4 separate regions of the Mus musculus genome follow, and all the other regions are linked to region 1. The links are chromatin contacts, called in public HiChIP or PLAC-seq maps. All regions are on one chromosome and are shown on one strand. Each heading gives the region's core, a stretch centred on a gene start, on an enhancer-like site or on the middle of the called end of the contact. The rest is flanking DNA. Distances are from core to core; before and after follow the strand shown.

What was found. HiChIP or PLAC-seq counts read pairs in DNA pulled down with a chosen protein or histone mark.
Region 2: a contact with region 1 is called in a FOXA1 HiChIP or PLAC-seq map of pancreatic cancer cells. The contact joins two enhancer-like sites. A contact is called at or near these places in 1 of 15 datasets of contacts at CTCF or cohesin (the NIH/3T3 cell line), 16 of 484 Hi-C or Micro-C datasets (the Ba/F3 cell line, CD4 T cells, the G1E-ER4 cell line and 11 more), 6 of 115 datasets of contacts at active chromatin or transcription factors (acute myeloid leukemia, bone marrow-derived dendritic cells, embryonic basal ganglia and 3 more) and 1 of 9 other capture datasets (embryonic stem cells).
Region 3: a FOXA1 HiChIP or PLAC-seq map of pancreatic cancer cells shows a contact between it and region 1. The contact joins two enhancer-like sites. A contact is called at or near these places in 1 of 39 promoter capture datasets (the C10 cell line), 1 of 484 Hi-C or Micro-C datasets (cardiomyocytes), 2 of 115 datasets of contacts at active chromatin or transcription factors (embryonic stem cells and pancreatic cancer cells) and 1 of 9 other capture datasets (embryonic stem cells).
Region 4: a contact with region 1 is called in an H3K27ac HiChIP or PLAC-seq map of the NIH/3T3 cell line, with 4 times the contacts expected there. The contact joins two enhancer-like sites. A contact is called at or near these places in 1 of 15 datasets of contacts at CTCF or cohesin (the NIH/3T3 cell line), 12 of 484 Hi-C or Micro-C datasets (the Ba/F3 cell line, the G1E-ER4 cell line, LSK cells and 7 more) and 8 of 115 datasets of contacts at active chromatin or transcription factors (the NIH/3T3 cell line, acute myeloid leukemia, bone marrow-derived dendritic cells and 5 more).

What each region holds. Positions count from the first base shown.
Region 1 is chr4:8,509,155-8,512,083 of GRCm38.p6, reverse strand. No RefSeq gene overlaps it. Among named protein-coding and RNA genes, the nearest start is that of Rab2a, 25 kb to the left of the region's middle. Within about 2 kb of position 1,548, at least 78 of the 459 cell types and tissues checked have an H3K27ac peak or open chromatin away from gene starts, as enhancers often do. A contact at or near this core is called in the NIH/3T3 cell line, adipose-derived mesenchymal stem cells and pancreatic cancer cells, where this site is marked.
Region 2 is chr4:9,102,495-9,105,712 of GRCm38.p6, reverse strand. No RefSeq gene overlaps it. Among named protein-coding and RNA genes, the nearest start is that of Gm50597, 17 kb to the left of the region's middle. Within about 2 kb of position 1,567, at least 30 of the 459 cell types and tissues checked have an H3K27ac peak or open chromatin away from gene starts, as enhancers often do. A contact at or near this core is called in the NIH/3T3 cell line, adipose-derived mesenchymal stem cells and pancreatic cancer cells, where this site is marked.
Region 3 is chr4:9,132,076-9,135,363 of GRCm38.p6, reverse strand. The region is part of intron 1 of Gm50597 (a long non-coding RNA gene); the gene reads right to left. All of the region lies in intron 2 of Gm34288 (a long non-coding RNA gene), which reads left to right. Among named protein-coding and RNA genes, the nearest start is that of Gm34288, 8.9 kb to the left of the region's middle. Within about 2 kb of position 1,458, at least 41 of the 459 cell types and tissues checked have an H3K27ac peak or open chromatin away from gene starts, as enhancers often do. A contact at or near this core is called in pancreatic cancer cells, where this site is marked.
Region 4 is chr4:9,080,694-9,083,740 of GRCm38.p6, reverse strand. No RefSeq gene overlaps it. Among named protein-coding and RNA genes, the nearest start is that of Gm50597, 39 kb to the left of the region's middle. Within about 2 kb of position 1,515, at least 72 of the 459 cell types and tissues checked have an H3K27ac peak or open chromatin away from gene starts, as enhancers often do. A contact at or near this core is called in the NIH/3T3 cell line and pancreatic cancer cells, where this site is marked.

The DNA of each region.
Region 1 (2,929 bases), core at 299-2,798:
ATGCTCTAGCAAACGATCAGATCTGAGGATGTTATGGAGCCTCTGGGTTTACTAAGGCAGTGAGAAGCGAGGATGTCCTGGGGAAGCCTGACTGTATGAGGTGACGGCTGTCTTGTAGAGGACTTGGCTCTGGATCTGTAAGGTCTCTGCCTGCTCTGCACAGTTAGTGTCAGACTTGAACTCCACACCCAGCTGATGTGATGTGCTTTAGTTGGAGTAGAAATGAAATGGAGTATAAGTCACCATCCAAATATTACTGTTTAAAAGAGTTTGAAAATAAGTTTCTCAGCTGAGTGTGGTTGTTGGAGCTGCCTACTTGGGTCCCCAAACTATGATCTCATGTGTGGTCATAAAGCTTTGAGAAAAGCTCTTCTGTGTAAGAAGTCTGGCTGGGTTGATTCACTGTCCTTTGTTGTGCACTGAATGAAGAGCTTGCCCTTTGCCTGTCTCTGGACCCTGTGAGGACACAGCAACAAAGCACTCACGAGGTGCAAACATTAGCTGTTAGACTGTCGAGAGATACAGTTCTGTTCTTTGTCGTTTGCCTGTTCTGTGATATGCATGTATAGTCACACAAAATGGGCTAAGACAGATGGGCTCTTCCTTTCCCTGCTACGTATATACCGTCTGCATTTGCCTTCCCTTACTCTTTTGCAATAAGATCCCGTTCCCATGATGTCAGTCACCATCACGAACCTGGCGATCCCCTGACTTACTAAGGCTACTCTACCCCTCTGACTCACAAAGCCAAGGACAACTTCACAATGCCTGCGGGAGGCAGACAGACAGGCTTTGTGCTTCTTTCTGGCTCCCGCTCACCCATGCTCAGAGCTGTAAATTCTGCAGTAAAGTCGATCAGTTCTTCTTTATGTTGAGTCCTGGGCGGCCCGGTTTCCATCCAGCCGGTATCAACATGTCACACAATGCAAAAGGATCCAAAATTATGGAAAAGCAGATTGGCTCCAGGAGCAAGGCACACACAAACACTTAAACATTTACCACCACTTTTGCTGTTTAGTGACTTCTCGGTCATTCCGCTCTATGAAGCATAGTTCATTATCATCATGATCAACTTGGGTCTGATCAGATCCTCCTTCTCAACGTATTCACATGACATTCAAGAATAGAATCAAGCTAATAGTTGTCCCTGTAGACTGAAAAGCAGATATTGATTACAAAGACCTGCTGATGTGAAAAACAAACAAACAAAAATATAGAAATCTACATCTGTTATATTTACACGGAAGCTAGGCAGTGTTGGTAGGAGGATTTATGTATTAGGAAGAATGAATGTGCTTTCTTTTCTGTAATTATTTGTATCTGGGGGCTAATCTAGAAATGACACATTGTATAGTGTCCTAGTTCATCAGTATACCTTGATTTGGCTCTCTCAGTCTGACGCCAAGGTCAGTCAGGTTCCATACTCCGTGCTCCGGAAATGTGAAGAACCCTAAGGTACTAAAGTTAGCCCTGGAGAGAGTTGGGGCAGTGCAATGGGTGTGTCAACATGATCCTGACAGGCGAGGGAGCGGTAAGAGAACATTCCAGAGGGCCAGGAAGGAGCAGAGGTTTGGAGCAGGGGTGTCCAGGAAGTGGTTGTGATGAGTAAGCCCTGAATGCGTGGGAGAGCGCCAAGGAAAAAGTGAGCAAAAGCTGGAGTGGGATCACTAGGCTTTGAAAGCAGCAGCTTCCATGAAAAGCCGCCCTGCATGTCCAGCCCCCTGCAGTTCCAGCCCCCTGCAGTTCCAGCGCTGATCTGAAGGAGCGCTGTGTCAGCACCTGCGCAGGGCCAGGGGCCTCACTTTTTCTTAAAGGAAAAGGCTCTAAAACCACAAACAAACCCCTGCTCTGTCCTTGATTCATCCTCCGTCTAGTAACTTTTAAAGTAGCTGAGCCCCAAAGAACACATTCAGAGTGGGTCTTCCTATCACAGTTAACCTGACCTCGAAACTCCTTCACAGACACGCCCAGAGCCTTGAATCTTAGGTGACCCTGATCCTATGAGGATGACAATCCGTCCATCATCTATTCTACCTCATGCAGGCTTTTATACTCTTAACTGTTTGCTTTTTCTCTTCCTACTTTCTATCTGTTGTAGTTGTTGTTTTAGAATGTGAACAACAGCCTTGTAGGTGCTACAGCCTGAGCTACATTCTTGGTTGTGGGATATATGCTTTAAATATCCTGCCCTGGGAGCTGGAGTATAATACCAACCATCACAGCTTATACTGGATACACTCTAAGTGTTTGTTTTTCCTTCTATGTCTTGTATTCTGTTTTTATCTCTGTGCATTCCCTCTCTCTGTCTCTCTGTCTCTGTCTCTGTCTCTGTCTCTGTCTCTCTCTCTCTCTCTCTCTCTCTGTGTGTGTGTGTGTGTGTGTGTGTGTGGTGTTGTGGCTCAATCTCAGGGCTTCATGTGTACTAGGATCTGGGCTATATTCTGAGTGAATGACTGATATCTCTTTAAAAGTCTTGAGTTTGGGGTTAAAGCATAGTTCAAAAGCAGAGGATGTGCTTAGCATACATAAAGCCCTATATTAATCTCTAGCACCCAAACAAAATGAAATACAAAACAAAGAACTTTCAATTTTGTCACTATCAATCAACATCCATTTTAAACTTTTATAAGATAAATACTTATTAAACCAAGTTTATCTGGGTGTGTTGGCAGACACCTAGTTTTAGCACTTGAGAAGTACAAGGAGAGATATGAAACATTGACAGGATGACTTCATGGCTGGCCTGACATCTGAGACCCTGTCTTAAAATGAACAACAACAACAACAACAACAAAAAAAAAGAATACAAATGATTGAAAAGATAATGTTAAAATTCACTGTCATATTTACTTTCCTATTACTATGAAGAGATATGAAGCAACTTAATAAAAGTTAATCAGGGGCTTGCTTACAATTTCAGAAGTTGAGT
Region 2 (3,218 bases), core at 318-2,817, 590 kb before region 1:
TATTTCCTTCTTGTAAATGCTTAAAAGAAAGAATCCAAATGAGATTATTTTTTTCTTGAATGAACTCATGCTTCAGATATAATTTAAAAGTTCAGCATTAAATGTTTTATTCTGGGGAGGGAAGGCATATGTCACCACACCTTGCAAAATATACCTTTAGCTATGCCTTGAAGTATGTTTTAGTTGGTCCCTTGCAAGTTTCACTCTCTACAAGCCTGGCAGTTTGTCTTGAAGGGGTGTGTGTACATGACTGGAGACGGTCACCTTGTTCCCCCTCCTCCATGCTGACTGCCTAAGATGGTTGGAGATGAGGACCCAGGACCTTTGCCCCACTAGGGTCTCACTGCAGGCAGGATTCAGATGTCTTCTGCCTTCAGGGGCTCTTTCTGTCAGGTATGAAAAATGGGCTGATTGAGAAAGGACCTGGGGACAGAGAAGTCAGCTATGAAGCCACTGAAGTCCCATAACAGCATCATTGGTAGGCGTAAGCTACATATAGCAGCTCTCTATGTGCTAAGCAGTTCTTCATTCCTTCTCATAAGTACTGACAAAAGCATTTACTTTTCAAACATGTCAATTACAATTATTCTTTTACTACAAAAAATTAAAGCTGTATATAATCCTTTAAAAAACACATTAAAAACTGTATTCTGTCGGGCAAGGTAAGAGTCCAGATGGTGACTGGAATGGGCATCATGACTCAACAAGACCACTGGAGCTAACGACATTAAGCAATGTGCAGCCTTTGTGATCTAGGTGTGATTTTTATCCTATGACAATCGCATCTACTTGAGTCAAGGACTACATGACATTCCCTAGGGGTTCCCATCACTTCTGTCCAACGCCAAAGAGCTGTGCACACTGCCTGTCCCTTTGAAGTCCCTTGGTTTAAATCTGTCGGAACAACTGGTTAACCCTCTTTTCAGCTCAGGGGCTTTGAAGTTGGCCAAACGACGAATCCAATCTGACTTCCTTTTATATAGACCAGGTTTTTCCCTTCTGTTGCCTGCAGCCTGGGTTTTTATTATCTATACCAAGACATCTTCAGAAAAGAAGAAAATTAGTAGGGGTGATTTTGTTCTTCAAGAAGAAGGATAAGCTCATTTTGCTGGCGTGCATGCCTTTCGACAGCCCAGTGTACAGCAGACTGTTAACATAAAGCAAGAAATGAATGAAAGTATCAGGTTTTTATGATACATGCCGATTTTGTCTATTGTGTCCTGACCCTGGATCTAAAAGCCTAAGGACTTTGTAGCTGGTGTTTTGTTGCGCCTCTGGAAGGCAGCAGTTGAGGGATTACATAGGAGACGTCCTCTCCACTCAACCCCACCCAGCAGTGAGAAAAGACCCCTGATGTTTGCATTCTTTAAGTCAGCCCTTGCCTAAAGTTCACCCCTTCCTGCAATCCCGCTCAACTGTTTAGCACATGTCGACCCTGCAGTAATGAATCGGCAGAAGCCTAATTCTCATGATGATTAATGGGGCTCCTCAGATGCAGCCCATTATTCCATCCAAAGTTAAAAGAGTGATTCATCATTAATCACTGTAAGAAATGGGCTCCGTGATTCATAATTCTGAGCCAGCCCATTTCCTTAAGGTTCCTTCTCGCCTTTTGTTATTCCAGAAGTAGCACGGTCTACAGCCTCATGCTGCCTGCATTCAGACATGCTCATTTGCTGATTAATTTTCTTTAGAAGTCGGATACCTCAAGGATACTTACTTAAACCGCAAACCCTCTGAAGAATCATACTTCCTTCAGATACCAGGATACAACAGCCCTCAGTTCATCTGAGTTAAAACAAGCACACTCACTCAGAGACTACCAAATCGATCCCGAGCCAGCGTCCTCCTGGCTGTGTCATGGCCTCACCACACCACAGCATTTGGAGGGGGACCCTTGAAGTGAGCCCTTGTCCCTTACTTACATCCACACTCCTAACCCCTCATTCCACTTGGGTCCTCACAAGAATCCAGGGAGACCAAGCAATGTCATTTCTAAAGGCCCATTGACAAAACTGTGTCACTACTTTCTATGTGGAACTTTTCATTGCATGGCTTACTGTGCATTTTCTTGGATGCTACCTGAAGAAGTTACTTTTCTTATTGCTGTCACCAAATACCCTGACAAGAGGCCACTTAAGGGAGGAAGGGTGTTACTTTCGGCTTAAAGTTTGAGAGACCGTTGTCACTGTGGTAGGGAAGTCATGGAGGTAAGGAGGGTATACTAGATGGTTACGTAGTAGAGAGCAGACAGAACATCAGGCTGGATTATGAAACATCGAGTCCTAGCCCCAGTGACCTAATCCCTGCAGCAAAGCTCCACCTTCTAAAAGTTCTACAGCCTTTCTGAACAATGCCACCAATCAGGGAGGAAGTGTTAAAACAAGTGAGCTTATTTGTACTCTATCCAAAACAGGGCCTATCCTGAATTAGGGAGATAAATTACCTCTGCCAGCATGAAGGGAATGAAAGCCTTCTATGGTGAATAAGAATGGCCCCCATAGGCTCTTATATGTTAATGCTTAGTGGTACTATTTGAAAGGATTAGAAGGATTAGGAGGTATGGCCTTGTTGAAGGAAGTGTGTCACTGGGGTGGGCTTTGAGGTTCATAGGCTCATGCCAAGTCCAGAGGCTCCCTCTCACAGCCTGTGTATGAGGATTTAGCCTCAGCTACTGCTCCATCACCTGCCTGCATGCCACCATGCTCCATCATGATAATAACAGTCTCAATAACTGAAACACGAAGCAAAGCCCCCAGCTGAATGGTTTCTTTCATAAGAGTTGCCTTGCTCACGGTATCTCCTCATAGCAACAGAGCAGCAGCTAAGACACCTTTGCTCTGCTGCACTGCCATTGCTTCCTGAGGAGCAGGAACACCCGCACCTAATTACAGAAGCAGGGGCACCTCACAGAAGAATAGCTTGCTTGTCTACACTCCATCTTCTCATCCTCCTCCTCCTCCTCCTCCTTGCCCCTTCCGTCTTTCTCCTCTCACTACTCTGTCTTTACCCTCCCACTCTCTCCTTCATACACATTAAGAGTTTAGGCCAAAGCTGGGCGTGGTGTCGCATGCCTTTAATCCCAGCACTCGGGAGGCAGAGGCAGGAGGATTTCTGAGTTCGAGGCCAGCCTGGTCTACAGAGTGAGTTCCAGGACAGCCAGGGCTATAAAGAGAAACCCTGTCTCGAAAAACCGAAAAAAAAAAAAAAAAAAAAGA
Region 3 (3,288 bases), core at 209-2,708, 620 kb before region 1:
CTCTGTATCCACACTATATAGGCTACCTTCCCGTTACTCACGTGACCCTCAGCTCGCTTATTGAGGTATCACAAAGTTTGTGCTCAGTAAACCAAATTTACTTGTACAACAACCCCTTCGAGCAAGACAGGCAATGCTAGGAATTTAGGCGTGCCAAAGACAAGTTGGAAAGTGCTTTTGATAAATGGGAAGGTGCTATAATAATAAGCTTAATAAGAAAAGAACAAAACGTCTAGTAACATTGTTAAGATCTACACTTTCAGAAAGACATTTAGAAAACAAGAGAAAATGACTATTAACGTTTGTTGTAATTTTCTGTCTTACTGCTCTCGTTAACCTTTTCCTGAACCTTGTTGTAGGTTAATTTATAGATTTAACTTACTAATTTATAAGTTAAATTTTGACCTAGGTGTGTATATGTAGAAATATATTAAATATACCTAAGGATATATGTATCAGTAGGATGAATAGTTTCAGGCTTCCTCTGAGGGTCTTAGAATGTGCCCTTCATGATTAAAGGGTATACTATCTTCTCTCTGCCTCCACTGGAGCTGGCCTGGGGGAAGGTCTCAGCAACCCTCCCTCTCCATTCCATGTCCAATCATAGCCACATCTGGTAGCTGCCAGGCATCCCAGCCTTCAGTCCTGGCTTTCTCAGGCCCATCCTCCACATTATGGCAAAGAGATCTGCGTTGAACAAGTGAACTAACAGGCTGTTCTTATTATGACATTGAAGAAAGCCTTATACGTTCAACTAAACCCGGCTATTCAGTGAGTGCTTTTAAGGATTCCTCATAAACTGATTAAAATTACCAGGTGTCAACGGAGTATGGTGGTACACGTCTGTAATCCCAGAGCTTGGGTAGTAGAGGCCTGAAACTACTCAAGGTTGACACAATTTCATAGCAACTTAGAGGCCAGCCTGGGCTAGTTGTAGACCTGTCTAACAAAGAAGAAGACGGCAATTACAAGTGAAAATTTTGCCTCTGAGTTATATGAGGTCAGCCTCACCGTAAACACTCTCCAAACTCTACAAACCAGGTATTTTTCTGTTCTCGTGCCTTGTTTTGTTTTGTTTCATTTTGCTTCTGTAAGGTTTCAAGTTGTAGCCCTGGCTGTCCTGGAACCTAGTCTGTATTTCAGGCTGGCCTTGAACTCATGAAGATCTATCTATATCTGCATCCCAATGGCTGGGATTAAAGACTTGAGCCACCACACTCTTGATCTCTGTTGCTGTGATAAAGCACCAAGACCAAAAAAACTGATGAAAGAAAGGATTTATTTTGGCTTATATAGTTCCAGAGGGATATGAGTTCTTCATGGTGGAGAGGCATGGCTGCAAGTGGCTAGCATTCTGGATAGATGACATTTTCAACCATGAGCACAGACCAGAGAAAGCAAACTGTAAGTGGGGCAAGGCTATAAATACTTACCACCCGCCCCCAATGACATACTTCCTCCAGCAAGGCTACAACTCCCTAAATAGCATTGTCTACTGGGAACCAAGTGTTCAAAAATCCCAGGCTGCAGGGGAAATTCCCATTCAAAACAACAGGCCAGATTATGGTTTTCTGAGTTTCAAAAAATATGCCTGGGTCTGACTTGCTGCTGTTGGTAACGCTGCCTTGCATGGAGCTGGCCCTCTCTTGCCTCACATATTAGTTTGTCTTTCAGGACTCAGACTTTCCCCCAAGCATCTTCTCTACTAGTCCCACTGATTTAGACGTCTATTCTGCATGTCCCAAATACCCCTTTCTTCGTTATAACTCTACGGAGCTGCTTAATAGTCTGTTTATGTGTCCATCTGCTCTCCTCCTCTGAGCTGCTTGCATGTCAGCACCATCTGATTCACCTTCATAGCTCCTGGAACTAGCACGGAACATGAGTCATACTTGAGTAATCCCTACATCTTCATCACTAGAGTAAATAAAGGCAGGGGGAGACGTCTCATTGCAGGAAGTCTCAGATGTGCCTACTAGCCCCGGCCGTCTGCTTCCACCTGCCAGCTAAAGCTTGCTGGGCTCCACTGGGAGTTGGAAGGGGCAAAGCAATTAAACTTGGAAGTCTCTGGCCTGTCAGGTTCACCTAGAGCATCAGACTTTAATTAGATGGCAAGGTAGCACTGAGCTTAGCCCTGAAAAGGGAGGCTATCATTGGAGGAGAGGGGGAAAGCAATTCCAGAGGCTCGGGAACGTGGCAGAGATCCAGGCTGACAGGTCGGCAACACTGAAGACCCAGGAGGGCCACATCAGTGCACTGGGCACACAACGAAAGGATATTGCCGAAGTTAATAGACAGCTCAGGAAAAGGAAAACTTAACTGTGGATTTTGTGTGCTAACGTCTTACATTCTGCTTCAGACTCATTTTGTTGCTAGGACAGAATAGGACAGAGTGGGTAATTGATAAACAGGAAAAAATCATTTCTTGAAGTTATAGAAGCTAGAATTCCAATGTAAATGTGCCAGCATTTGGCAAGGGGCTGTCTTGCTTCCAACGTGGTAGAGGAACTCACAACACCAAAGAGCGCAATAGTGCTCACTGGAAGATCTTCCCAGCTGACACGGTCCAGCACAGGATCCTTCCTTTTGTCCCCCACCCCCACCCCCGCCCCAAGGCCGCACACCTAAAGGCTATCCACATGTGAATTTAGGATGTGAGTTTCCAACAGTGGATCTTTGGAAGGCAAGGTCCAGCTAGCATGTATCCCTTCTAAGGCCTCGGGACGAAGTAGAAAGACAGGCAGCGTCTAAGTGTGGACACAGCGAGAGGCTCAGATGAATCTCATCCTGTGTCTGAGGCCCCGCCCCTGAGAACACACCCACACCCAAGACTCAAACTCAGCCTCTGATGTCCCTGCTCTCCCTTCTTGTGTTTCTTCACTAGAAAGCTTCCTCTGCTGTGAAAAGAGATCCAAAGACAGCAGGGGTGGGGTGTGGCTACTGATGGACAAAGGACCTTGCACTTCCTCACTGGGGGGTCCTGGTGGATCATCCCATCTCTCAAACATGGTGCATTAATACTGAGACCCTCCTAGAATCCAGATCCCTTAGAGCTTCCAGCCTCACCGGGTCATAGTCAGAACTGGGAGACACAATTAAAGAGCTTTGTTCCCAGCCTACACAGAAGGCCCACCCTTGCCACCTTCTGCGGGCACAAGGGGGATGAGCCTCATTGCTCTGTCCCACCGTGCCATAGTAGTGATTAGGGAGACCTGACAGACGATTTAACTTTTCTAAGACAAAAGAGGGGGGAGTGTGTCTTAACCTATGTCACCGGGTCATGTTCTT
Region 4 (3,047 bases), core at 266-2,765, 570 kb before region 1:
ACCTTGGCACATTTTCACCTAGACCGAGTCACAGCCCTGGACCTCAGTTAGGAAATATCAATAACTTCCGAAAAGTGGATTGCAGTCCAGCGTTATTTCCAGCTGTCAACACCTCGAGAACTGAAGGGAACGGCCAGGGAACTGAGATATGAAAATAAAAGGAAAAAAAAATCACATGGAGTTCGTTTCATGCCACCTCTCACATGTCCCTCCAACCTCATCTGAGTGCCCTTCCCCAACTGAGGAAAACATAAATAGTCAAAGCAGAGGGGGGTTCTTTTATTTCATCGGTAAAGACATGGGGACAGTGAGATTATAAATTCCAGAAGCATTCATTCCACTGTCCCAAAGACCACTTTCCATCCTATGCTTACATTCGATAATCTAACCCAGATGGTTTGAGTTTTTCCCCAAGAGCTTATTTCAGAGAAATACTAAGTTGGAGTGTGGCACGGCTTTCAGTCTTAGACACATCTTTCTCCTTATCTTCCTCTTCACGAGCGCCGGCCGGAAGATTCTCAAAGTGAATCTAATCCTGTTACTAAGCTGATTTTTCAGACTTCGTGTTAACATAGCGACATCATACACCAGTGCGGTGACTATCATCATACCAAAGTGCACGCTGGCCTCCAGGTTCACTGAGTACTGGTGGTGACTCTTCTCAGCTCTCTGACCCCGCCCCCTACCCTAAATTTCTCCAACTTCCCTTCCCCCAGCCTCTGGTTCTTATAGCGCCCAGCCATTTCACCCATCCACTCCCTTGGCCCTCCTCTCTCCCCGCCCCCCTCTCTCCTCTAATGCCCTGTTTCAGCCTACTGGGCGTGTTTGGACCCCGCTTTCTCTCCTTGCTCTGGACTCTCTTCCAGTGCCTCTGGCTGTGCTCTCTCTCACATCTTCAATAAACAAACTTTCCCCGCAACCATACCTTAGAGCGCCACCTCCTCACTTTATACCCTAAGGTGAGATTTTGCTTCTCAATTGGCATTTTATTTTAAAATGCATTTATGCAATCCCCAAATGCTTTGAACTCTTTAAAAAATACTCGGGAACAACACACCAAGTTGAGAACAGGGAAAGCTCAAAAACACACAGAAAGGGCCTCCAGACTAGACACTGTTCATTCGCACTATTTCCTTAGCACCCAAGGCAAGGGAGGGAATCACTGGGTTCAAAGTGCCCTCCACACTTGCTCCATGTGTGATTAGAGAAAAAATTTGCCCAGTTTCAGGATGATGAATTAAACGTTATAAAGTTTCCCTCTGATTCACACAGTTTGCATGTTCCAGACTCTTAGAAAACCCAATAAAGATGGTCGTAAAAATAGATGAAAGTGGAAACTAGAAATTTCCACACTTCCTGATCACAGTGCTGACATGTGACCACACCTGGCCTCCTGCCCTGCATTGATCACCAAACTTGGCAGATAAACAAACACTCGAAATAACCAAGTGTCCTCAACCACATTGGCCCCAATTTAGCAAATAGAGGTACCGACTAAGCCCTTCCCATGTCACAGAGCCAGACAGTTAGTTCTGCCCTAACTGTCAAGGTCATAGAGACAGCTTAGCCCAGCACACTGCAGAATGCAGAACAAATACAGCTCCCAATTCCCACTGCCGGCACAACACAGCTGCCTTTCATCTAAGTCTTCACGTGCCCCTGGTTGCTACCGCCAGATCCACCAGCCAGCCAGCCCTGGAGATCGCCTTGGAGACTGTCTTGGAGAAGCCGCCCCGGGTTTCTGCTTACTTTAGATCAGCCCTCCCTGAGGCTTCCCCAGCCACCTTCTTAAGACAATAGGACAGCGGGAGAGGTAAGGTCAGCTCAGTCCATCATAAGAACACAAAAGCTGCCCAAGGAGTTAGGGCGCCATCCTGCCCACTGCATGGCAACGGAAGAGTTCTCACATTACAGGCTTGCAGAGCAGCCGGCCCACTGAACTCCCTCCCTCAGGTCCTAGCAGATGGCTCCAGTGTGGCCTTGGCTCTGCTCACACTAACCCTGAGTTCTGTGGTCCAGTCAACAACAGAGCATGTCCTCTCTCCTCGAACATGATGCATGGGTAAAGCCTCCAGCCAAGCATTGAGCTGATGAGAACTCAGGAGTAGTTTATTGATACAGATTGCAAGCAAAGTAGATCACCTTGTCTGTAGGTGAAGGCTTCCCCAGACTCCATAATACATTTTGGGTGAACACTTCAAGAATAAGATGAAGAATATAAAATAGCGTAGTGTCCTAGCTTTGAAACAAAGCATATTATCACACCTAGGGAGACACAGGTCGCCTGTAGAGAGAGAAAGGCAGGGTAGGAATAGACCACTGTCAATAGGGGGAGAAACGGACTGAAGTTTTGGTGTAGGGCCCTTGGCCTCTTTCCAATGAAACGTATTAAAAGCAGTATCAGGAATGGGACAGCCGGGGCTGCAGGCGTGACTCGTTCTCCTGACAAATAGCCACCCAAACAGTTGGCAAGGTGCCCCGCTCCACCTCTCTTCGCCATCTCACCACGTGTAAGCATCTGGCGTATCCATCACCTTCTCCAGAGCATGAATGAGTCCTTAGAATGTAGATAATTTAGCTGAAATATATGTGTGTATTATCATGCAGATAAGACAATTATTTCGTAATAGACAAGGAGCCTGAATCATCTCTGCTGACTTTTGATCCTGACAGCGTGGCAGAAAAGCACACGCTGATATGTTAGATGGCCAGGAAATGGAGGCACAGCCGGAGAGAGAGATTGCAAGACACTGGGCATCGGCTAACACATGTTGTGGTCTTGGCCCTTTCTTGTGGGTATCTGACTTCACAAGGAAAGGCAAAGGCAGAACAAGGAGTTCCCACCCAGCATGAATCATTCTCCCAGAGTAGTGAAAAATAAATATAAAAACAGCCCAAAGGTTAGAAAATGGCTCAGACAAAGAGAATAAGTGAAAGAGAGAAAGAAACTTGCAGTTCTGAGTCTCGTGACGTGACGAGATGATAACGTTGAGGTCCTATCGGGTTGCTTCCCTTGAATCACCAAAAGTGAGTTTATGCATGGACAT